4 separate regions of the Mus musculus genome follow, and all the other regions are linked to region 4. Evidence: chromatin contacts called from public ChIA-PET and HiChIP or PLAC-seq data. All regions are on one chromosome and are shown on one strand. Each heading gives the region's core, a stretch centred on a gene start, on an enhancer-like site or on the middle of the called end of the contact. The rest is flanking DNA. Distances are from core to core; before and after follow the strand shown. Region 1 overlaps Mical3 (microtubule associated monooxygenase, calponin and LIM domain containing 3). Region 2 overlaps Mical3 (microtubule associated monooxygenase, calponin and LIM domain containing 3). Region 3 holds the start of Rad52 (RAD52 homolog, DNA repair protein). Region 4 overlaps Il17ra (interleukin 17 receptor A).

Region 1 (5,828 bases), core at 163-2,662, 550 kb after region 4:
GAGCAGGCTGTCAGTATCAGGAGGAGCCAACCCCATGCAGGGAGGCCACACGAAGCTCTCTTGTCTCTTGTGCACATCTTAACTATAGTACATCAGGCAGCAAAAGAAACAGGGCTACTCTAAGTGAGGTCCTACAAAAATGTGTGCCTCTTGGACCTTACGGATGTTGGATCTGAGATGAATATAGTTTATGCTTTGGTGTACGGCTGTCCTCCCATGATAGGGGCTAGAACAGAACATGCAGGATTTGAATACACAGGGCTCTCATCTGGGGTCCCGATAGGAACTGTTCGCTTGTAACAACGAAGGTTGTTTTTTTTTTCCTTTTCTTTTTCTTTTTTTTTTTTTTTTTTGCTACAAGTCATCTTTTAAAAACTTATCCCTGAAAAGAGTGGCTACTGAGCTGATCCCTACATTCATAGTGTAGGTGGTAGGACAGACAGGACATAGAACATGCAGAGGGTCACCTGCTGGCCACTGCACGCCCGGCAGGAAGGTGGAGTAGGGGTAGGAGAGAGAGTGATCACTTTTTTGGGGCAGGTCCGAGAGCGCTCCTTTTCCCGTCGCTTTTACACCAACAGACACAAACAGAAAGAACATGATTGAAACAGGGCCTGGGTGGAGACTGTTCCTGGCAGAGATGAGGAACATTTACATATGTGCAAAGCATCCCAAGAGGCCCCTTCCTTGACCACCCTCCATAGCACCTAACTCTGTGTTCAGGGTGATTTATCAAGTCTCTTGTTTTTCATCTTGGACCAGAGCCTCAAACAAAGGTGGCCTAGGTAACCGAAGAACTGGGGAAACCTTGGTGTAATGCTCTGTAATGTCAAGGGTCAAGGGTTTTATCAGGAAAGAGGGGCACCCCAAAATGGGCCTGATCGTAAGCAGATGGAAAAGGTAGATGACCCCTATGGGATCTCATATGACATATGCACACCAGGTCACACTGCAGCAAAGCACATTCCCACTAAAGCCTCCTGTGGCCACGCTCCATCAATGCCTTAAGCCCTTCACTCACATCTAACAGTTCCAAAAACTACAAAGAAATGCCAGCCAAGAGGCTCTACAGATTAATTGCCAGCTCATCCTCATCCTGCCTGTACCACATACGCCCTTCTTCGTGGGTCGGTCCACGGTTCTCAGAGAGGCTTCTCAGCCATTTGAGAAACAAGCACACACTACCCCGGGCCTCTCTGGTACTTTCCAGGAGATTCTCAGCTTCCTGTACAGACTGCTGTACTGGGAGGAGGGCGGGGTGGGGAGGTGTGGCAGCTGTAAGATCAGAAAAACATCTCCACTCTGTGTTCCCACCTCACACGACAATCTGCTCCCAAAGCTAGGCTGGCCCATGGGCCGTCTGTCTGCAGGATGTACTCCTGAGATCAAAAGGAAAGGGAGGGCAAAGGACGAGCTGCAGTGTTTATGCTGGAAAGCGCGGCACGCAGCCACTGGCAAGCAGAGCTGTTGCCCATTTTCTCCCTTCCACACGATGACCTAAGTTGGAACAGGTTCTCGGGCCAACTCTGCCAAGGAATGCCACGCCTGCCACACCTCCTGCCTTAGAGGAGAACCACTTCAAGAGACACACAGTGAGTCACAGTGCTGTCCAGCCTGTTGGAGATGAGTGGCCAGCCAGCAGTGGCCCAGGCACCCCTTGCTCGGAGTCCCCAATTCTCTGGACACATCTCTAGCTTTCAGGAGATAGCCACAATTAGAGGGCCAAGCCCATTTGTCAGAGTTGCAAATGATGAATGTGTGTATTCGAAGGGACAGAGTGTGAGGTACAGTGTGTCACCGTCACTACTGTGGGCACTGTGTAATTCATGATTCAGTGTAGCCTAAAGGCCTGATGATCTAAAGTGGTTTCACTGTTCATGGTCACCAAGGCTCTTCTCATCTGCCCAAGGCTTTCTTCTAACTAACCTGATGGTGACAGTAAGGGGCCGGATGACAAGTCCAAGAGACAGCAACAACAACCAAAAGCAGTCCCTACATGGGACCTGTCACAATGCTGCTGGCTACTGGGCTCCATGAGAAGCCGGCATAGAACCAGGTGCCTGGTGACCTTCCAAGCTGCCAGGTCTGTCCTCACCAGGACAGAGGCCAAGACCCAGCCAGCAGACTCTGAGCCACATACGCTGTCCCCTCCTTCCCGGCACAACCAACATAGCTGCACCAGCCCAGACTGCACACAGAGCCACCCATGTCCCAGGTGACACCAGACCTTCCTCTTCTGTTCTTTTGTTCTAAAACCTCAGCCTTTTCCAGGAAGGGTAAGACTTTACAATTCCAAACTCTGGGTTAGGATTCACCTATTCCCTTCCATCACGGCTTCAAGCAAAGGACAAAAGAATTTAAAACACGAACTCTTGATGACATCCTTCAGAAGGCCTCCCTCTATGAAGCGGTTCCTACTGAGGCAGGAAGATTACCTTCTGTTGTGAGTGTGCGCACCGCTCCGGCATTTTCCTTCTCCCTCCCTGGGCCCTGTCTTCCACGTGGAGGATTATGAAGTTAGAAAGAAGCATTTTCTTCCAAATGCAATTTCAGTAACACCCCACTCAGCGCTTCCTAGCAGTAGAGCTGGTGAGGCTGGCCCAGGGAGAGGCTAACAGAACCCAGCTCACATCACCTCAGCGCCCACGTGAGTGATGTGACACCTGTTACTTGAAAACTCATCCAGCATGGCTCCCAACCCCAGCGACAAACTGTTCAACTGTGACGCTGGGGAACAAACGGCCGACACTTCCCTCAGACCGACTAGTCTTCCCTTCTGCCCATGAGTGGGCTCCAGGAGTTCCTGAGAAGGGGTGTTTTATTTGTTTTGGGGTGGTACAAAGGATGGAACCCAGGGTCTCATTAATGCTCTGCCACTGAGCCACCGTCACAGCTCCCAAGTACCTCACCAAAACATGAGGACAGAATCCTAAGGTGGGTGGGGAACCACCCTTGAACATTTTGTATAGGTCTGAAAAAAACAAACGCCTAACTCAAGGCTAGTTCCATATTTCCTGCCTCAAACCAAACACCTTGCTTCTCCAGTTCTCACAAAGGACAAAGGTCACCCGGAGATGGGCTACTAAAAAGCCAATTTGGGAGCAATGCTACAGCAGCAAAGACCTTGACCCAAGGGCTCAAGGCCATACCCTGACAAGTCCCCACATCATTCCAGCTGCCTTCAATACCAAGTCAACAGCCTTCCTGGACGCTCCTCAAATCCCAGGGAGTTAATACAGCCACAGAATCAGACCAACACCGTCTGCCAAATGTTTCCCAAAGTCACCACTCACAGTCCAGTGTCTTCCTGCCCTGGTGAGCTAGGCTTTCAAGGTGGGCCAGGAGCAGGGATGAGGTGAAAGGCCAGTGGCAGCCCGTTCTAGACCCCAGCAATTCCTTTACCTGTTTCCACTGGGGGATGGGAGCAGGGCGACCCTGCTTTGGCAGGTAGCAGGACGGCTGGCTGACCCCACGCTCTTGTGTTGGCTATGACACACACAGGCCACGTGGGAGTGGGGGCAGGACATGGAGACAAAGCAAAATAAAATACATTAAGATAGAAGACACGGAAAAGTACCTGTGGAGGACAGACACACATCTATAAACCGTGACGAGGTGGGCAGGCTAAGTTATCTCTTAGGAAGTTACATTAATAAAGAAAAGACATGGCCTTTGTCCCCAGACCAAATGCAAGTGCAGCAACGGGGAGAGGGGAAAGGGGGAGTTGACAGGCTGTGGTTTTTGTTACACCTTTCTCAGCCTGAGTTCTCTGGGGTCTAGACTACTATCTGATTTGGAAAACTAACTCCCCCATGAAGAAGAAAGCAGCCTCGCACTGGAGGGCACTCTGGCCTCCTGAGGTGGGGCCGGCCAAGTTTGCAGCAATCTCTACTGCTCCAGAGTAAGCTACTCTCCCGGCTGTGACACAAAGGGAAAAGCTGGGTGGAGACATTAACCCAAAACCAGGTCTGTGAGCAGAGAAGATGAAGAGAGACTGAGCCCGTCCTCCTGTCCTCCCAATTCCCTTTCAGGTGATCAGGGAGCGCTGTAACACACTTCAGAGACTTTGAAATTGCCTGGCCTTTCTCTGTAAAGAAGTTAGGTGACTTCTGCGGAGCAAGGAGGGACAAGACGTGTGTGGCTGCTGCTGGATTCTCACATGTGGCTTAAGGAGAGCACCTTAAGGGCTCACATCCCCGGGAAAGAATCTTAGCTCTCAGGAGCACGAGCATCCCCGAGACTGCACGGCTGTATCTCATCAAGGATGAGAAGCAACTAAAGCATCCACCACAGCTAGGGACGGAGAAGAACATGGTGTGCACACACTCTGAAGACGCCTGTGAGCTGAGAGGTCACCGGGGTATGCCATGGTCAAAACACCAAAGGCAGAAAAGGAAGCGTGTCCCCAGAGTGGTCTCCACCATGAAAACAAGAATGTCCCCAGAAATCGTCCAGTAAGAAACGAAGCAAAATTAACAGACTGTACATGCCTTAGTCACCTCTACTACACTTTCCAGGTTTCCTCCAATGAGCCTTGTTCTTTTTCTTTTCTTGAGCTGGCTTATCATGATGTGGGCCAGGCTGGCTTTGAACCCACGATCTTATCGCCTCGGCTCCCCGAGCATCGCTTTCACACCACTGTGCCAGCTACGCGCTTCTTTTGTATGTAATTCAAGTGTGTATGTATGTGAACATAAGTGTGTTTATAGTCATCCAGACAAATACGTTTTAGATCTCTCTACTGATTCTGGTCACAGATTCCTTGAACCTGAGGCAAAGCTAACACAGCTGTGAATGTGTAAGATTCAGACAAGAGCCTGGGATATCGCTGCATGGAGACCTTCCTTCCTGTACCATGTGGTCATTCGGGAGCTGAGCTTAGGGCTTACCTGTCTCCTCACACCAGTGGACTGAGCAGGTGCGTTCTCTTCAAACTTGGCCAGCAGCTGGGTCGCCATGTACTTCACTTTGTTCTGGTTCCCAACGGCAGCATCCATCCGTCTGTCCGTCAGGGTGCTCACCAGGGTCGGTCTTTCTCCTTTGTAGCTCCGGGGAGGCTCCTCCTGCCCAGCAGAAAGCAAGATCCAAGAGTCAGGATGGGTCCCAGGTAACCTCTGATAATCTTCTCTTCATGTGTGGGCAGGAACTGCACAGCAGCTTCAAGGTGTTTAATGACACTCTGCAATGTTCTAACATGAAGAGTCAGTAAGATGCAAGGCACCAGTGGGACACACAGACTTGTGCTGGCATCACCAGATCACACACTTGGCAAAGCATGCCTTAGTCACCTCTACTACATTTTCCAGATTTCCTCCGATGAGCCTTGTTCTTTTTCTTTTCTTGAGCTGGCTTATCATGATGTGGGCTAGGCTGGCTTTGAACCCACGATCTTATCGCCTCGGCTCCCCGAGCACCGAGTTCACACCACCTCGCCAGCTACGCGCTTCTTTTGTAATTCAAGTGTGTATGTGTGTGCTGGCGTGCTTTGCCAAATGTGTGATTTTTATAAAGAGAAAGTCTGAGCACACACGTGTGCACGTTTCTTGCTACTTTCTGGAAAATACAATGACGTCAAAAAACACAGAGAATCTCTCCTAAGAGATGATTATGCAGAGGTCTAGCGATAGCAACTTCAGAATTAATAATTTAAACCAGGTGGCCGAAGAGACAGCTCAGTGGTTAGAAGTGCTTACTGCTCTTCCTGAGGGTCCAGGTTCTATCTCCAGAACCCACAGCTCACAGCCATGTGTAATTCTAGTTCCAAGAGATCTGATGCCCTCTGACCTCCCAGATAGCTGCATATATATATATATATATATATATCACAT
Region 2 (5,481 bases), core at 312-2,811, 630 kb after region 4:
TGCTTGCTCATGGCTGCTCTCATCTTTTAGAAAGCTCTTCTCAGCTGGCCACTAGCCTGCCTTTCAAGGCTCTGGGAAGAACTCCTGGCTCCCTTTCCTCAGCTCCTATGGCACCTACATTTACACTCGCTCATCACGGCTCTTGCTCTTACCACACTGCAAGGGAGTCATCTATTTGTGTGTCTGTCTCCCTGGCTACACCAAGATTCCACAGGGAGAGAAACGCATCTTACTCACCTCCAAGCACCCAGGCAGAGCCTACCACAGTGGTTCAGACTCACTGGTACTGAGCTCAGCAACCAGCGAGGAGGGCTGCCCCCCTCACTGCCTATAATGTCCTGGGCTCGCTCTCAACTCTAAGCCACTGCTTTGCATCGCATACCCTCTTCTCTGTGTCGCCCATACATTCTTGGCAATGTGGCCTTACGCTGGAGCCTGGTCAACCTACCAGAGGCAACACTCTTAACTGTCCTTCTTCCCAGGAGCTATCACATCCAATGGCTCCTGAGCTAGGGGTGGGATTTCACATCCACCTCCCCTTGCTATGCCGGGACTTGGTCTGGCTTGAGCTCCCATGGAGCGTGTGCGTGTGCGCGTGCTGTCACAGCTGCTGTGGGTCTGGAAGGGCTGCTGCCCTGCTGTGTCTGCAGGACAGTATTCCTTGTATTTGTTCACAGCCTCTCTGGCTCTTACACTCTTTCTGCCCCTTCTCCAGCAATGATCCCTGAGCCCTGGGAGAAGATGGTGCAGTACAGATGTTCTTGATGGGAGATGGGGGTGGGGGGTCATGGTTGGGTGGAAAGGGAAGGGGATAGGGATATGGGAAGAGTTGAGGTGGGGTGATTATGGTCAAAACAGTGTGCAAAATTCTCAAAAAAAAAGTATGAAAAAAAGCTGAAATTACTAAGTGAGCAAACACTTCTATAAAGAAGACTGAAGGTTTAAAAGGGAGGTGGGTACTCTCTTCTCACCTAAATACTCCTCTCAATGACCTAGGATGCATAGGAATCACACCTTTGTAGGCTAGGGGTCAGTGTAGACCAGGTTCAAGGCGGAGGCATCTCTCTTTTATGTCCTGAGTGTCCTAAGGTGGATGCTGGTTATTTCTACGTCCTCACCTGTGAAGTTCAAATGACGCAGAACTGACCATGCCTGTAAACTCTAAACCAACACCGGGCCCAAGCTGGCTCTCCTCGAGTTAGAGCTGTTTTGTCTTTGTTTTCCCAATCAATGGCCCATACCATTTTTGTATTTACACACACACACACACACACACACACACACACTCATACACACACACATACACACACTCCCAGATATACACATACTCACACACACTCAACTCACACACACTTACAGACACATACACACATACATACACACTCACACACAAACACGGACACACAACCCAGTACAGTGACGAGGCCAAGCGGTGCCATCCATAAGTTAATGAATATATCATTTCAGGAAGTTTAAAAGATTACTAGTAGGACAGAGAATGCTGAGTCACAGGAACAAGGCAGACAGTAATCAGACAGCAAGCAGGAGTGAGAGGCAATTAGCAGGAGCAGGTGGTAGTCAACCTTGGACGGGACAGCCAGGGATGGCCCAAGGACAGCCATAGATGGCCCAGGGACAGGTGAGCTCCTCCTTGCTCAAGCACGTTTCTTATTCAAGATTCTGCACACAAACCCATTCCTGGCTCACTGCACAGCCTGAACCCACACATGCTGTTCCCGAACCGAGAGGAAACCCACAGCCCCAGGCCTACACTCCAAGTTTCAAAGGCACAGGCAAGAAGACCACTGTGTGCTTGCCACGTACCTGGTGGGATTGTGTCTGCCTGTAACCTCGAAGCAGGACTCTCAGGCACCTTCCTGCCCCAATGATCCTGACAAGGAAACCGAGTCCAGGGAGGCTACAGAACACACATGAGGTCACATGCTCCAGTCTGATTCCAGAAGGCACGCTCTTTACCACCACGTAAGCTGGCACCTCTACTCCTGAGTTAGAACCACTATGCATCAGCTGAGAGTCCTCAGGCAGGTCACCTAGCTTCTTCAGGCCCTTCTTCCCAACCCATTCAGTGGACATCACACGGCTATGTATAGTTAGTGTAAGGAGAAAAAAAGATCATAACATAAACACTTCTAAGTAGACACCAGGAGATGGGTTCCCTTTCCAACCCACAGCCTAACTTTTTTTTTCTTTTCAGCCAAATCCCTTGGTCTCCTTTACTGTGGGGGACCTATCTATGCCACTCTTGGTTGCCCTGCCTGCTGCATACATTCAAGTGTTTTAGAGACCACAAGAGCTTGCAAAATAGCCTGGGAAGAGAAAAGGCAGGCAACTGTGTGTGAGCACCATTGGAGAAGCCGGTACAGACAACTTCTGGTGTGCCAATGAATAGTGCATGAGCACAAGGCAGGCCAGCCAGCCCCTGCCAACACAGCATCCACCCTGACTGACAGTCCATGACAGCACCTAGCTCTGCCACACCAGCAAGGCAGGGAAGCTACAGAGGCCAAGTCCAGGGGCCTCTTTGTCTCTGAGGCTGCTTATAGGCATAGCATAAAGAAGTAAAAGCAAGCGAAAGTGACAGGCAAGTAGGAGAGGTGGCTCCCACTGTGATCCCAGGCCTCTGGGAGCTGAGTTCAAGGCCAGCCTAGCCACACAGCAAGACTCTGTTTCAAAAGCCATAACCAAAACAGAGATAGGCCATCATTTGTACCAACAGTGGAAGATCAGAATGCTTGAAAGTCACATACAAACAAAATGTCACCTTCCTAGAGAAAGAATTATGTCACAAAATTCCTTTATTGTGATAAAGTCCACTTCAGCCAAGAAATATAGACAGGCACGAGGAGGGGCACATTTCCATACGATCGCCTTTAAGCCCACCAACACTTCTCTGGGATCGCTGTCCACAGAGAACTCTTCATAAGCAGTATGACCCGAACATGCTCACCACATGGGATCAGAATGCTTGACTTGTTTCCAGGATATAAAAGCAAATTTCCACTAGAGTGGATCTAAAGCGACCCAAAGGTCTTTGAAAATACAAGACTAAACACAAGCAAAACTGTATTCCACTGAGTACACTCGGCAGTAAGAAGTCCAAGGAGGCCTTCATCAGCCTCCAAATATAGCAAGTGACCTCGAAAGATGAGCAGAAGGTGGGGGCTTGGGAGAGCCTGAAACGGCACCGCAAGGCTCCACCCAGGCTCCGAGTCATAGCTGGAACGGTGCTGCAAAGAAGCCCTGGCAGTTCTAACAACAGTTCTAAACCCACAAGTGACCAGTGGAGGCCCTCGTGACCAGGACAGTCAGAACACCTGGGAGAGGGTGTGGCCGGCAGCATGTCCTCTAGGCGTGCTCGGCCACTAGAGTACCTGTCTCTCTTCTTGGCAAGCAGTGGCTGGGCAAGGACAAGGATACCAGCCAGCAGATTCTCCAGTGGTGATGGGCCCAATGGCCGCCTGCAGGAAGTGGAGGTAACCCAGCCCTTCCTGCAGCCATGGTCCTGAGGAGGAAGAGCTACAAAACAACCCAACCCTGTTGGCAAAATACAAACATCCCAGCCACAGCACAGGGGGTTAGGTAAAGCCTAGAAAGGCTCCCTGTAATGTGCAAGAGACAAGCAAGCAGTCTTGGATGGGTACTGCGCCTCAGCAGTGCGCACTTGCGCACCACTCCCAAGTTCCACGCTCCTGACCAATCGCACCTGCGCACCACTCCAAGTTCGGCACTCCTGACCAATTAAATCACAGATCACCATACAGCGAGGCTTACTGCTCTCACGTTGTCACCTACAAATACGGTAACTTCCTGCAGGCTCCGGAGAAGTTCTTCAATAAACATGTCAAGGGTGAGTGTGTCAACACCTGAAGCCCTTAGGGACTGTCCCTGCTCCTCTTGGGCTCCCGGAGTGTGACGAGGCCCAGAGCTCTCTCCTTAGTCCACCTTCTCTAGGAAGGCTGGGCACACAGTGTTCATCTCTGACCCATCAGGTCCACTTGCTCACAGGCAAATACCAAAGACATAAACTTGTCTGCTACTCCTCACCCCCATCCACCCAACCTCTGCAAGACTGGTTTGGAGAATAGCCTATCTGTGTTGGAAATGATGTGACAGAATTCAAGCCTCTGGTTAAATACTTCCTTTTTCCATTTTCACAGGGAAATAAATGAGTTCAGCTGGTCCAGGCCTAACTGGGTAAAAGGCTCTGCTATAAAAACTCGATTGCCAATTAATTATACACAGTGGTGTCTTCCCCAGACTACTTCTTATCCATAAAGAAACCAAGGCAATGACAACTGATCTGGACTTCAGCCTTGGGAATGACAGACCCACGGCAGAGCCAGAGAGATGGCTCAATGAGTAAAAAAATTGCTTGTTGCAGAAAAGCCTGATCACAAATTTGATCCCTGGGATCCACAGGGAAAGGAAAAAGCCAACTCCCAAACACTGCCTCTTACCTTCACTCGTGGGCCATGACACATGTACACGTATACACACATGCACACAGCACGCTGCACACCGCTAACCACTATATACACACACACAAAGTAACAGAAACTAAAATCATGGAAAATTTAAGAGAGAGAAACTCACCTAAGTCACAAAGTAGAGGAAAGAAGAGATATGGACAGACATGGCTGTACTCAATCCCACAGCCCAGCTCCATGACCCCGGAAGACCTTCCTACTGCCCTGCACTGCCCTCTGAGAAGCACACAGGCTACACCAGGCCTCCAGATGCTCCAGAGTGGAACACTGAAGAGAAATCAGGCCAGACACACGGGAACACACCTTTAATCCCAGAATCAGAAGGCAGAGGCAGGAGGATCTCTGAGTTCAAGGCCAACCCTGTCTACGTAGCTACTTCCAGGCCCAGGGTGACAAAGAGAGACTTCCTGGAAGAAAACAAACACACACACACACACACACACACACACACAGAACTCCTGAGGCTGGTTCAGTCCGTTTCTATAAATGAAAGGGAGAAGTGTGATTATGGTTTTTAGGAGTCACAGGCGTGTGTGAGGGTACAGGCACAGCCTGGGAATCCTGAGACCACCACCCTCTTAGTAGAAAGATCGATGATAACAGCACAACTTCCTGCCCCAATTGGCTGCCCCAGGCTGGCTTAGGACTCTGCAGAACACTCACAACACAGTGTCCACTCAGAGGGTCAGTCAGGGCTCTTCAGTGTCTGCCACTATGGTCATATGATCAGGACTGTTATGAGTCCGAAAGCTCTAGCAGGCTGCTCTCTGCAACATTCTTCTATTCCAGAACCCTGAAATCCCCAATCATAGGGCAGCCAGGGACGAGGGGCGGCGTTCTCCTCTCTCCTCCTCCTCCCCAGGCTCCCAAGGTGGAGGGGCTTCTCACGCTTCAGAGACAGAGGCAGGCTGGACCAAATAAAATGGAGCTCTGTCAGTTTAAATGGTGCTGGGGCTCCAGGGTCCTCCTCAGG
Region 3 (5,998 bases), core at 3,199-5,698, 570 kb before region 4:
TTATCAATGCCATCAAAGCAAAAGGAGGCCTAGGAGAAAACAGTAACATCTCACAGGGCCAGACTCCGTAAACTCCCAGAGAAATGTCTGCTCATGAAGCCCCTTTGGAAATGGCCCAGAAATAACCCCCTGCATGTTGGTCAAATGTCATTTGACCAATAGTCCCAAGAATGTGTGAGAAAGGGATAGTCTCCATGATACATGGTGTCGGGAAAATGGATATTCCCAGGTGAGAGAGTAAAATCAGACTATCTTCCTACAGTGCAATAATAAATAAAGTAATTTCCCATGCTCTGTAGGTAGGGACAAGAGAAGTGTGAGTTTAGGGCTGTACTGAGCCATGCTGAGTTCCAGGAAAGCTTGGGGTGCAGAAAAGCTTCTGTCTTAAAAAGAAAAGAGAAGAAGGAAGGGCCAGAGCGAGCAGGGCCGGAGCGAGCAGGGCCCAGAGAGAGCAGGGGCTGGAGCAAGAGGTAGAAGGGAAGGCTGTTGGGGGGGGGAGAAAAACAAAACAAAACAAAACAACAACAACAACAAAAGGTGAAAGTAAAAGCCAGGCATGGTGGTTGGCCATGCACCCTGCAATCCTAACTACTTTGGGAAGTTGAGGCAGGAGGACAAGTTTGAGGCTGGCCTGAGTTAAAAAGCAAAACAAATGAGAAACTCAGACCAACACACACATTTCCTTATGACTTTTGGTTAGCAATGATTTTTCTCTACATGTAAAACCAGAGGCACAACAGGACAAGCAGAGTACTAACCTAAAAAGCTTCAAGATAAAAAAAAAGAAACAGCCTCTGGGCAGTAGTGGCACCCCTTTAATCCCAGCACTTAGGAGGCAGAGGCAGGCGGATTTCTGAGTTTGAGGCTAGCCTGGTCTACAGAGTGAGTTCCAGGACAGCCAGGGCTAAACAGAGAAACCCTGTCTTGAAAAACAAACAAACAACAACAACAACAACAACAACAAAAAAGTAACTCTTATGACATCAAATAAACCCAAATATCCCTATACTAAGAAGGGGAAAATAATCAAGTGCCGTGGCTCACAGCCACTATCCTAGCACTCAGGCCGCAGAGGCAAGCAGGGCCCAGAGAAAGAGCGGCAGGAAGGACAGTGAAGCCAGCCCTGGTTACAGAAAGAGAGCTTGTCAAAAAATGACAATAATGCTGGGTGGGGGTAACCACACCTTCGATCCCATCACTCGGGAGGCAGAGGCAGGTGAAACTCTTGAGTTCAAGGCCAGAGCTAGTTCCAGGATGGTCATGGCTATACAGAAACTCTGTATGAAAAACCGATAGATAGATAGATAGATAGATAGATAGATAGATAGATAGATAGATAGATGGATAGATGGATAGATGGATAGATGGATAGATGGATAGATGGATAGATGGATAGATGGATAGATAGGTAGATAGGTAGATAGAAAGATAGGGAAAGGACCCAAATAAGATATATGATATCCAAAATATGAAAAGATGTTTAACATCAGTAATTATAAAAGGAAGGGGGTTCAGCCACATGGCTCAGTGCAAACCTGATGACCTGCGTTCAATCCCTGGAACCTAAAGATGGAAAAAGAAAGCAGACTCCAGAGAGTTGGTTTCTAGACCTTCACATGCAGGCAATGGCACCCATGCACACAGTGGCGCACATGCACCATACACATACCATGTACACACATGCACATTATCTTAAAAAAGAAAGACAATGCTCACCAAAACCATGGGGAACTACTATCTCACAATCTTGTTAGAATAGTCATCAAACACACACACACACACACACACACACACACACACACACACACACACACACACACACAGAGGCCTTGCAGGCTGGCTCAGTGCTATGCTGCCAAGCCTGAACACCTGAGTTTGTTCCCAGAATCCACGTGGCAGAAGGAGACCCCCCAATTCCACAAAGTTATACGTAACCTCCTGCATGTGTGGGTGCATTCACACTCACTGCATGTGCGAAACTAAACCCCAAACACATATGAGGAGTGGAGATGTAGTTGGTACAGTGCTTGCCTAGCACACACGAAGTACTGTGTCCAGTCCTCATCAGGAAGAAAGCAGGGGCTGCACACCTCTCACTCTAGGACTTGGGAACTGAAGCCAGAAGGGTCAGTAAGCAGCCCGGGCTCAATCTTAGCTACACAGTGAGTTCAAGGCCAGCTTGGGCTATCAGGTAAGACCTGGAAAGAAAACCAAAGTGTGTGTTGTGCCGGCAGAGATGAGACTGTTGGGCAGGGAAATGGAACCCTAGCCAACCTTTGCCAACAGATAGGCAAGGCATTTTTGGAACTTTGAAATGAATTGCCCCAGTTTGACTGGAGCCGCAGAGAGACAACACTGAGAGATTGTTCTCTGAATAGAGAAAAAAAGCAAGTTTTTTGTTGATTTGCTGAGCTAGGTAAAGCAGCCCCTTTGCCCCCATTCTTTTTTAGGTGTATGGGTATGAACATTTAGATGTATGGGTATGAACATTTAGATGTATGGGTATGAACATCTTACCTTCATGTATGTATGCACTACGTGCCCAAGAATGCCAGAAGCAGGCATCAGAGCCCCTGGACCTGGAGTTACAGATGGTTGTGAGCTGCCATGTGGGTGCTGGGAATCTAACCCCAGATGCTCTGCAAGAGCAACAATTTCTCTTAACCACTGAGTAAACTCACCAGCCCGTCCTTAGTGGTTTTGTTTTGTTGAGACAGAGTTTCTCTATAGTGTAGCACTGGCTGTCTTGCAACTCCTTATGTAGACCAAGTTGATTTTCATTTGTGTCTGCCCTCTGAGTGCTGAAATTAAAGGTGTGCGCCATCTTGTGCTGCGTCTTCATTGTGGTCTCAGTGGGGTCTCGGAGCATGAGGCCCTTTGGATTTGGGCGGCTATATGATATCCAAAATATAAAAAGATGTTTAACATAAGTAATTATAAAAGGAAAGGGGTTCAGCCACATGGCTCAGTACAAACCTGATGGCCCTCTTCCCTGCGTCCCCTGAGCTTGCAGAGTCTCCATCTCTTCTGCGAGGCCCACTTCGGCTTCCCTGCAGGCACCCGGGGCCAAGCTCCTGCAGGCACCCGGGGCCAAGCTCCTGCAAGCACCACGTTCTGAGGCGCACGGATAACAGATTAATAGTCTATTTTTTTAAAAAAGATTTGTTTTTATTTATATGTATACATGTTTTGTGTGTCTGGGCAAATGAGTGTCGTATGTTTACGGTGCCTTCAGAGGCCAGAAGAGAGCACTGGGTCCCCTTGAACTGTAGTTACAGGTAGTTGTGAGTCCCCTAATTTGGATGTGGGGAACCTAACTCAGGTTCTCTGAAATAGTACGTGCTCTTAAACTGTGGAGCGATCTCTGTAGCCGTAGATGTTCAGGTTCTCCTCCCCTGTCGTTGGGATTGAGTCCATTACTTCCTACATGCCAGGCAAGAGTCCTACTACTAAGCTATAATGCCAACCCTCTTTTTACCTAGACAGGTTTTAAGCCCAGGCTGTCCTTGATTTTGGGATTCTCCTATCTCAGCTTCCCCAGTAGTTTGAGTTACAGGTCTGTGCCACCAGAATGGAAATTTGGTACTCTTGCATCGGCCAGTAGCACAGTTTCAAATGATGTTTTTCTTTTCTTCGAGACAGAGTTTCTCTGTGTAGCATCCTCGAACTCAAGACATCTGCCTGCCCCTGTCTCCTGGGTGCTGGGATTAAAGATGTGGCCACCACTGCCCTGAGAAAGAGTCTTTCCTTTTTGTGCAAGTAATGGGCAAGTTGAGTGACCAGCTAATTCCAGAAACAGAATTCTGAGTTTCTCTTGTAGCTAGTGTCATTGTCCTGTTATCTTGGTCTTGTCAGTATGGACCCTACAATGTGCTAAAGGACTTTCGATTTATTTATTAACTGCATCTGACTCCGTGTTTCTGGGAAGATTAGTTAAGTCAACCATCTAGGAAAACACGAAAGATCCTGGATATAGTGGCCATATAATGAATTGGTTAAATTGCAACAATCTGAAGGCCTGACCATTAAAAACAAAAAGTTCTCAGTATATAAACTACACATTGGAGACGTAGATCTGTTGTAAAGCAGAAAACATCATAAACTGAGATCAGTCTGTGTTTAACTTGGAGTGATGCCTAAAGTGTAACTGTCATCCAGTTAGTTCCGGTTGAATTTCAGGGGAAATCCCACTGGCTGCCAGGGTCTCAGAGTTTAAAAGCACACCGAGGAGAGGTTGGCTCCGGGCGTCACCCAGCCGGGTCACACCAGGGACCCTCGCAGGGCGCCTACGGAAACCGAAGCGGCTTGCTGCGGCTGCGGGAAGGCTGATCGCCGCGGGCGGTGAGATAACAGCCCAAGAGCGCTCAGGATGCTGAGTCCTCCGCCGCTTCCAGTTCGCGACTTGATTTGCGACAGCCTGCTTTGCGGCTCTCGGCGCCTTCTGACTTGACTTACGGCCTTTCCTTCTGTTTTTCTTTGGGCGAGGACTCTGAGCTTGCAGAGTCTCCATTCCTTCTGCGAGGCCCTCTCCGGCTTCCCGGCAGGCACCCGGACCGAGCTCCTGCGTGCACCGCGTTCCGAAGCGCGTGAGTGAGGACGGTCCTCGCCGGGGTGGTTCTAGCGGGGTCGGGGAGCGTGGGGCCTTTCGGATTCGGGCGGCTGCTGGACACGCCCGGCACGGGGGCGTCTCCACCGGGGAGGCCGAGCCCTGAAGCCCCCACGGTTGCGCTGGATCTGGAGGGAGGCGCCTGGTCCGGGGTTGCTGACCGCGTGCTCGGGAGCACCGTGCGACACGCGCGCTGACTGTTAACAGGACTGTCTAGGACAGGGTGAAGTCGGAGGGAGTCGGTGGGGCTGAGAAGAAACTGTGGACTTGAGGAGTTTGACATTCAGGGTAGCCTTTCTGGACTTTGAAAAACGAAGCGTGCATTAGTACGGTTAAATTCACTCCTCGGGGGTGTACAGTTCTCTGGTTACTCATATGCTTGGGGGTTGTGTAACCCCTAGCAACATCGAATTCCATAACATTTTCATCACTCCTAAATAAATCCAGAAGCCACAGTTAGCTCTCCCTCTCACTTTTCCCGTCATCCTAGGACCCCCGTCTGCTTTGTCAGTGAACCTGTTTCACTTGTATGAAATACAGTACTTTGTGTGGGTTTCGGTGGGATCTGTTCCGCAGAATAAAGTTCCGATGTTTGTATCTCGTTTGAATTATCCATCAGTTGATTAAGTTGATGGTCATCTAGGCTGATTCCCCTACATGGCCATCTCAATATTGCTTCTTTAATAAGACCTGGACAATTAACAGCACCAGTTGACATGCCAACTTGGATTGGGGGAGGGGTCTTAAAGGGCCCCGCCCTTAGATGAAGAGCTATACGCAATTAATGACTGTCAGAAAGGGAGAATGGCTTTCCCAGAGATGAACCCCCTAATGGATTACCCAGTACCAAGTGATCAGCCCTAAAATTGTACATGTACATGCTACATTAAACAGACTTAGGGGTTATATTTATTTATTCATATATGTATGTCTCTGTTGTCTGTGTAAAACAAAACAGAAAAAGGCTATGAAGTTGAGAGAGGGATATGAGGGATTGGAGGAGAGAGAGAGGAAATGATGTGAATTATATTTTATTTAAAAAACTGGCTGCTGCTCTTCCCAAGGACCTGGGTTCAATTCCCACCACTCACATGGTGGCTTACAACTGTCTATATCTCTAGTTATAAGGGATACCTTCTTCAGTACTTGTGGTGCACAGATAAGCATGCAGGCAAAACACACATACTTATATAATACAAACATTAATTTTTTTTTTTTTTTTTTTTTGGTTTTTTCAAGACAGGGTTTCTCTGTGTAGACCTGGCTGTCCTGGAACTCACTTTGCAGACTAGGCTGGCCTTGAACTCAGAAATCCGCCTGCCTCTGCCTCCCAAGTGCTGGGATCAAAGGCGTGTGCCACCATCACCTGGCTGTTTTTTTTTTTTTTTTTTT
Region 4 (6,133 bases), core at 1,699-4,198:
GAGTATGAGTGTCCTTCTGTTTGGGGGAAGGAGTGGTTGGTTGGTGTTGGTGCCTGGGGCCGTACAGGGCGAGCATGCGTGCATTTATGCTGTTGGGATTGAACCTAGGTCGTACATGTCCTTAAACATTTCCTAGTGACTTACCCCTTAGTCCCAGGAATAGGGCTTCTGAAAGGATTAAGGAGACAGCTGGGGAGCAAATCACGGGCAGAACAAGATCTATATTAGTAGTGTCCAACGATGATACCAAATGCATTTTATATTAAGAAGATTTACAGGGGCTGTTGGTGGTTCACTGGGTAAAGGTGCTGGCCACCATACCTCACAACCTGAGTTCAATCCCTGGGACCAACAAAGTGAAAGGAAAGAACCAACTCCTGAAAGTTATCTCCCGGCCTCTCTGTATGTGTGCCTGTGTGCATCACACACACAATAAATAAAAATGAAAAAAAAAAGTTGTAGGGACTGAGAGACTTAGTGGGTAAGCTCTTGCTAAGCAAGCATGAAAGCCTGTGTTCAGATTTCTACCGACCACAAGCCAGGTGTAGCAGCTGTGCCTATAACCCCAGTGTCAGAGGACAGAAACAAGTGGATCCTGAGGGCTCACTGGCCATCTTAGAACACTGAGTTCCAAATTCACTGAGAGGCCTTGTCTCAAAAGAATAAGGTAGAGAAAGACCCTGTCTCAGAACAAGACAAGGTAGAGAAACTACAGGGGAGGCGCCTTGACCTCAACCTCCGGCTCCCACACACCTGCACACAAGTACATGTGCATACCTCAACATCAGTGCAAATTCTATATTGAAATTAAATTATAAATAAAAATAAATAGAGGTGGAATAGATGGCTCAGTGGTTAAGGATACTGTCTGGTCTTCCAGAGGACCAGCGTTCAATTCCCAGCCACCATATCGTGGCTCACAACTACTTATAATTCCAACTTCAAGGGATCCTGCTTCCATTTCTAACTTCTTCTGGCATGCAAATGGTACACAGATACACATGCAGGCAAAACACCAGGCACATAGAATATATATTTTTTAATTTTAAAGAAGCATATGTCTCTTCCCCAAATAATATTCTCATTTGCTCACCTCTTTTTTTTTTTTTTTTTTTTTGGTTTTTCGAGACAGGGTTTCTCTGTGTAGCCCTGGCTGTCCTGGTACTCACTTTGTAGACCAGGCTGGCCTCAAACTCAGAAATCCGCCTGCCTCTGCCTCCCTAGTGCTGGGATTAAAGGCGTGCGCCACCAAGCTCGGCGCTTATCTCATTTTTAAATCTTTTGTTTAGATTAATATCATAAACTTTCATCTTTAAATTCATTTTTAAATTTTATTTATTTACATCCTAAATGTTGCCCCTCAAAGATTTTTTTAAATATTTATTTACTTAATGTATATGGGTGCACTGTCGCTGTCTTCAGACACACCAGGAGAGGGCATTGAATCCCATTACAGATGGTTTTCAGCCACCATGTGGTTGCTGCCCCTCAAAGATTTATTAATTAATTTTACATATATGAGTGCTCTACCTGCTTGTACGCCTGCAAACCAGAAGAGGGCATCACATCCCAATATAGATGGTTGTGAGCCAACATGTGGTAGCTGGGAGTTGAACTCAGGACCTCTGGTAGAGCAGACAGTGCTCTTAACTGCTGAGCCATCTCTCCAGCTCTTTAAATTCGTTTTTATTAAGTAATGTAGGGATTCCTTTTTTAAAATTGTACTGGGATATTTAAAACAGCTCCCTAAGTCACACTCAAGCCTGCTCCCCAAAGGCAGGCACTTATAATGGACTTGTTTGTTTCTTTTGACACCTATGTTTTCGCAGTGTGCCTTTTTACTCACCCCGGGTAATAGAGGAAACATCACTTGCTCCAGATCTCTGCTTTCCCATTACATTTGTATCATGGTTTGATTTTCAGCTTCCTGTTGTTACAGCAAGGCAGCTGTTGTCTCTAGTGAGGCAAGAGATGCACTTTGATAAACATTTTTCTGGTAGTTACTCCCCTCTCCCCTTCACAGATGATCACACATCCAACTATTAACAAGCAAGACTGAAACTGTAGGGCTTGAAGTATCAAGCTATTTCTGTCAGTTGTAGCAAGCTAGTCAGCCAAGTGTTTCCAAACCCCTCCCACTTCCTCCTCTTGTCAGGATAGGTAGCATCTTGCCCTGGATTTTAAGTAGCTTCTGATGGGTAAGAAAGAGGGAGTCCCCCAAATGCAGTATAGCTGCTGTTGTTTCTGTAAGAGTCCCAGTCCCAGGAGCAGTTTCTGTCCTGTGTCCCAGTTCACAGGAGTGCTGGATGGGAAGAGAGGAGCAGGCTTGTAGGACTTAATCTCAGAACATGGTATGCTGTGTGTCTGTGGGAACGAGCAGAGACATCGAGATAGGTCTTGTTTTACACCTGCAAGGACCATTTGGCAGGCTGTGATGTTAGCCCAGGGCAGTGAAGGACAGTTAGTCACAAAGAACTGGGAGACGTACGTGAAGTCTGGACCCCAAGAGCATGTGAACTGGTGCCCCAAACAGGTAGGAAGGACACAGATGAAATAGTAGGCTCAGAATGGATCCTGGCATGATATCATCCTGTGGCCTATTTTATGAATGAACCCTGAGGCATCACATCGCCGAGTCCTGCACTCTGCTCCCTCTGGAGAGACAGCTGTCAATCAGTGTCCATCCTAGACACAGTGCGGTACTGTGCACCCGTCATCCAGGCCTTGCCTCTGCTGCACATCAGCTTCATGGGATGGTGTGGGCCAATCTGGGTAGTTCAGGCCTGGAAGTCACAGAACTTGAATTCCAGAGCTTCCTTGCTATCTTGCCAGCAGTGACAGTCACTCCTTAGAGTCCCAGATTCCAGCTCTAGAGGATGTCCCCTATCACTTGTGACAGAGATTGGCAGTGTTGCCAGTGAACTATGCATAATGAGTCAGGGTTTCATGACTAAGTCAGAGTTCTGTGGCATTTCCTAAACTGATGGCCAGTCTGAGAACACCAGCCCAGTGTTTACAGTGTTTGTGAAGCAGAAGTGAGAAGTGAAGGTCTGTTTCATCATCTCCCATATCCACTTCCTGCCCTGCGTCTTTACTCCTGTGGTTAGTTTAATTTCCAGCAATAGTGTGAAGTTGGTGTTAGAGTATTCTGATTTTTTAAAAAAGATTTATTTATTTTATGTATGTATGAGTACACTGTTAGCTGTACTGATGGTTGTGAGCTATCATGTGGTTGCTGGGAATTTGAATTCAGGACCTCTGCTCGCTCTGGTTGACCCCACTTGCTCTGGTCGGCTCTGCTCTCTCCGGCCTAAAGATTTATTTATTTTTATATCTATATCACTGTCTTCAGACACACCAGAAGAGGGTGTCAAATCTCATTACAGATGGTTGTGGGCCTCTATGTGGTTGCTGGGATTTGAGCTCAGGACCTTCAGAAGAGCAGTCAGTGCTCTTAACCACTGGGCCATCTTTCTAGCCCAACTACTCTGATTTTATGTTGAAGAAATTGAGGCTTTGAGTAAGGTGGTGATTCAACCAGGGCTCTGTGTGTGTGTGTGTGTGTGTGTGTGTGTGTGTGTGTGTGGCGCATATGTGTGGTGTTGTGGTGTGTGTGTGGTATATGGTGTGTGTGTGGGGGGGCAGAACAGTTATTTAAACTTTTCCTAACAAGTTTATAAATTTGATGCTTCACCTCTGAGGAAAATTAGAAACCTTGGAATTTTAAGACCTTCTTTTCCAGACACCCTCTCTGTTTTGTAGTTTGTTTTTGTTTTTATTATTATTTCTTTTTATTGTTTCAATTCCCAGCCCATAACAGTTATTCAGAAAGCCTCCAAGTCTAGCTTTGCTTGGCAGCTCATGCCTTTAGTTCCGGCAATCAGGGTAGTGGAGACAAGCTGTTCTCTGTGAATTCAAGGTCAGCCAAGTCTAGGATATTCTGTCCCCCAAAGATGCGCCCTCTCCCAAAGATAAAACGCCTCCAGTTCTGTTTGCTGTCTGCCCACCACTCACCTCCTCTGCTGGACAAAGAGGAACAAAAGTGCAGAAGACTTTTGACTACTTGGCAGCAGAGCAGCTCCCAAAAGTGAGCTGGGAGGGAGACAGGGACTGTGTGAACCGCTCTCAGGGGCCTGCCAGGCAGCGGGGCCACTGGGAGCCTGGCCCTTCTCATCGGTAATCAACACTTCCTTTCTTCCCACAGGGGCTGAGCTGCAGAGTCAAGAATAGTAAGTCCTCTTTTTTGTTTCACTTATTGCCTCAGTTAATACAGTGAGGGCCTCCCACTGACTTCACAGGGCAGCCTCCTGTGGGCTGAGCTCTGGATGGGGGTTGCCACCGTCAGCTGGGCCATCTTCGTTATAGGCATCTGTGCTCCATGAGGAAAACCTTCATTCATTATGCAAAATGCAGTCATTCCCCCTCTGCCATCTGGGTTTTGGATGTTGCCAGGGGTGGTACCCTAGTGCATCTAACTATGCCTGTCCCTTTCAGCTTGTCACAGCATCAGTGGTGCTGGCTTGGCTTGGGGTTTTTGTTGTTGTTGGTGGTGGTTTATTTGTTTGTTTGCCTGTTTGGCTTTTGTCTCTGGGAAGATTTTCCCTATGCTGGATATAGAACCCATTCTCTCAGTCTGAGCAGACAAGCTCTCACCTCTGAGCCACAATCCCAGCCCCTGCCTTTGTTTTAAGGCTGAGGCACATACTTCAAATGTCAGTGCTAATTAGGAGCCGTGACAAATAAAAAGGCGGAAGCTCTCACTGCGCCCCTCCCTCCTGTGCCCCCATTTCCAATGGCTGCCTCTTTTCAAAACCCTTCTCCCCAAACATTCCTTGGTTCTTTGTCCGCAGAGCTCTGGGAGCATCCCAGACCAGCATTAGAAAAGAGCAGGCTGGCTGAGAGATTGCCACGGCCACAGCTGGAAGGTTGAGAACAGCTGCAGCCCTTGAACCAAGTTGAAACTCATAGCAGGTCTCTGGACCCTCTAAGCAGATCTTAGGGTCTTGACTGCAGGTCTGATAGTTGTTCTCCTCAACAGGTACTTGTCTGGATGACAGCTGGATCCACCCCAAAAACCTGACCCCGTCTTCCCCAAAAAACATCTATATCAATCTTAGTGTTTCCTCTACCCAGCACGGAGAATTAGTCCCTGTGTTGCATGTTGAGTGGACCCTGCAGACAGATGGTGAGTGGCCACATCTGCCAGCGCCTGGGTTTGCCCTTGGGAGGAGACCACTGCTGCTTCTGTTTGGTACTGGAAGGCTCCATTGTTTATCCAAGGAGAACTTTTCCAGTGTTAGATGTGTGCCCACAGAGTGTCTTCTGTTCACACTGTCTTTATGAAAGGCCTTCCCTTGCATCAACTTTTTATTACACAGGAAGAAAAAGGCAAGTGGTTAATTTTACAAATAATTCCAAATATTTGGTAGAAAAAATGATAGCGGTTTTCTCTCTGATTTTCTCTTAGCTTAGGAGCCAGAACTTTTCAAAACACATTCCGGACCTCCTTAGGGGTGATTAGCTGCAGAATTTCTGAACACAGCCAGCCCCAGATCTGTGAAGGGGCAACAGCAGGTGCTCTCTGTGGGTCCCTAGCTGGTGCTCTCGATGACTCCAGCAGCCTCCCACTGGGAGGGTGAGCGTAGCTGCTGTTAGCACTTTGCCCTGTGGCCAGGGCTCTGACCACATGGTTGCAGAATCTTTGCTGCTTCCTGCTATAGACTGTCTCTTGTCCCACTAGGAGGTACTTTCTGCAAGGCCTAGGAGGGGGGAAGTGGGGAGTTAGGTAACAGGGCAGATGGGGAAGAGACACACCCTGGCAGGGGGTTGGTCTGCATCTGTGTCCCCTTTCCTTCCTGGCCTGCAGCCAGCATCCTGTACCTCGAGGGTGCAGAGCTGTCCGTCCTGCAGCTGAACACCAATGAGCGGCTGTGTGTCAAGTTCCAGTTTCTGTCCATGCTGCAGCATCACCGTAAGCGGGTAAGATGACAGCCTCACTGCACTGTGTTCCTAAGTGACACCAGTACAGGCTTCTTGTCCCAAAGGCACACCTAACTGAAAGGGTGAGTTCAAGATGTGAGCCATAGTGAGGGGCAGAGCCCGGCACACCTGCTTCCTATTATTCCTCCCACTT

What was found. ChIA-PET counts read pairs in DNA pulled down with a chosen protein or histone mark. HiChIP or PLAC-seq counts read pairs in DNA pulled down with a chosen protein or histone mark.
Region 1: a contact with region 4 is called in a FOXA1 HiChIP or PLAC-seq map of pancreatic cancer cells. The contact joins two enhancer-like sites. A contact is called at or near these places in 2 of 115 datasets of contacts at active chromatin or transcription factors (microglia and pancreatic cancer cells).
Region 2: a FOXA1 HiChIP or PLAC-seq map of pancreatic cancer cells shows a contact between it and region 4. The contact joins two enhancer-like sites. A contact is called at or near these places in 1 of 39 promoter capture datasets (stem cell-derived epiblast-like cells) and 3 of 115 datasets of contacts at active chromatin or transcription factors (large pre-B cells, microglia and pancreatic cancer cells).
Region 3: a contact with region 4 is called in an RNA polymerase II ChIA-PET map of memory CD8 T cells, with 3 times the contacts expected there. The contact joins the promoter of Rad52 here to the enhancer-like site in region 4. A contact is called at or near these places in 2 of 39 promoter capture datasets (both in liver) and 3 of 115 datasets of contacts at active chromatin or transcription factors (double positive thymocytes, effector CD8 T cells and memory CD8 T cells).

The regions. Positions count from the first base shown.
Region 1 is chr6:121,016,294-121,022,121 of GRCm38.p6, forward strand. Mical3 (microtubule associated monooxygenase, calponin and LIM domain containing 3) reads right to left here. Exons shown (of 32, transcript NM_001270475.1): 16 at 4,890-5,063. Among named protein-coding and RNA genes, the nearest start is that of Gm4651, 45 kb to the right of the region's middle. Within about 2 kb of position 1,413, at least 81 of the 459 cell types and tissues checked have an H3K27ac peak or open chromatin away from gene starts, as enhancers often do. A contact at or near this core is called in pancreatic cancer cells, where this site is marked.
Region 2 is chr6:121,099,865-121,105,345 of GRCm38.p6, forward strand. All of the region lies in intron 1 of Mical3 (microtubule associated monooxygenase, calponin and LIM domain containing 3), which reads right to left. Among named protein-coding and RNA genes, the nearest start is that of Mical3, 28 kb to the right of the region's middle. Within about 2 kb of position 1,562, at least 40 of the 459 cell types and tissues checked have an H3K27ac peak or open chromatin away from gene starts, as enhancers often do. A contact at or near this core is called in pancreatic cancer cells, where this site is marked.
Region 3 is chr6:119,898,250-119,904,247 of GRCm38.p6, forward strand. It overlaps Rad52 (RAD52 homolog, DNA repair protein), which reads left to right and starts at 4,449. Exons shown (of 12, transcript NM_001166381.1): 1 at 4,449-4,586.
Region 4 is chr6:120,467,888-120,474,020 of GRCm38.p6, forward strand. Il17ra (interleukin 17 receptor A) reads left to right here. Exons shown (of 13, transcript NM_008359.2): 2 at 4,205-4,229; 3 at 5,039-5,185; 4 at 5,867-5,979. Among named protein-coding and RNA genes, the nearest start is that of Il17ra, 7.8 kb to the left of the region's middle. Within about 2 kb of position 2,949, at least 154 of the 459 cell types and tissues checked have an H3K27ac peak or open chromatin away from gene starts, as enhancers often do. A contact at or near this core is called in double positive thymocytes, effector CD8 T cells, liver and 2 more, where this site is marked.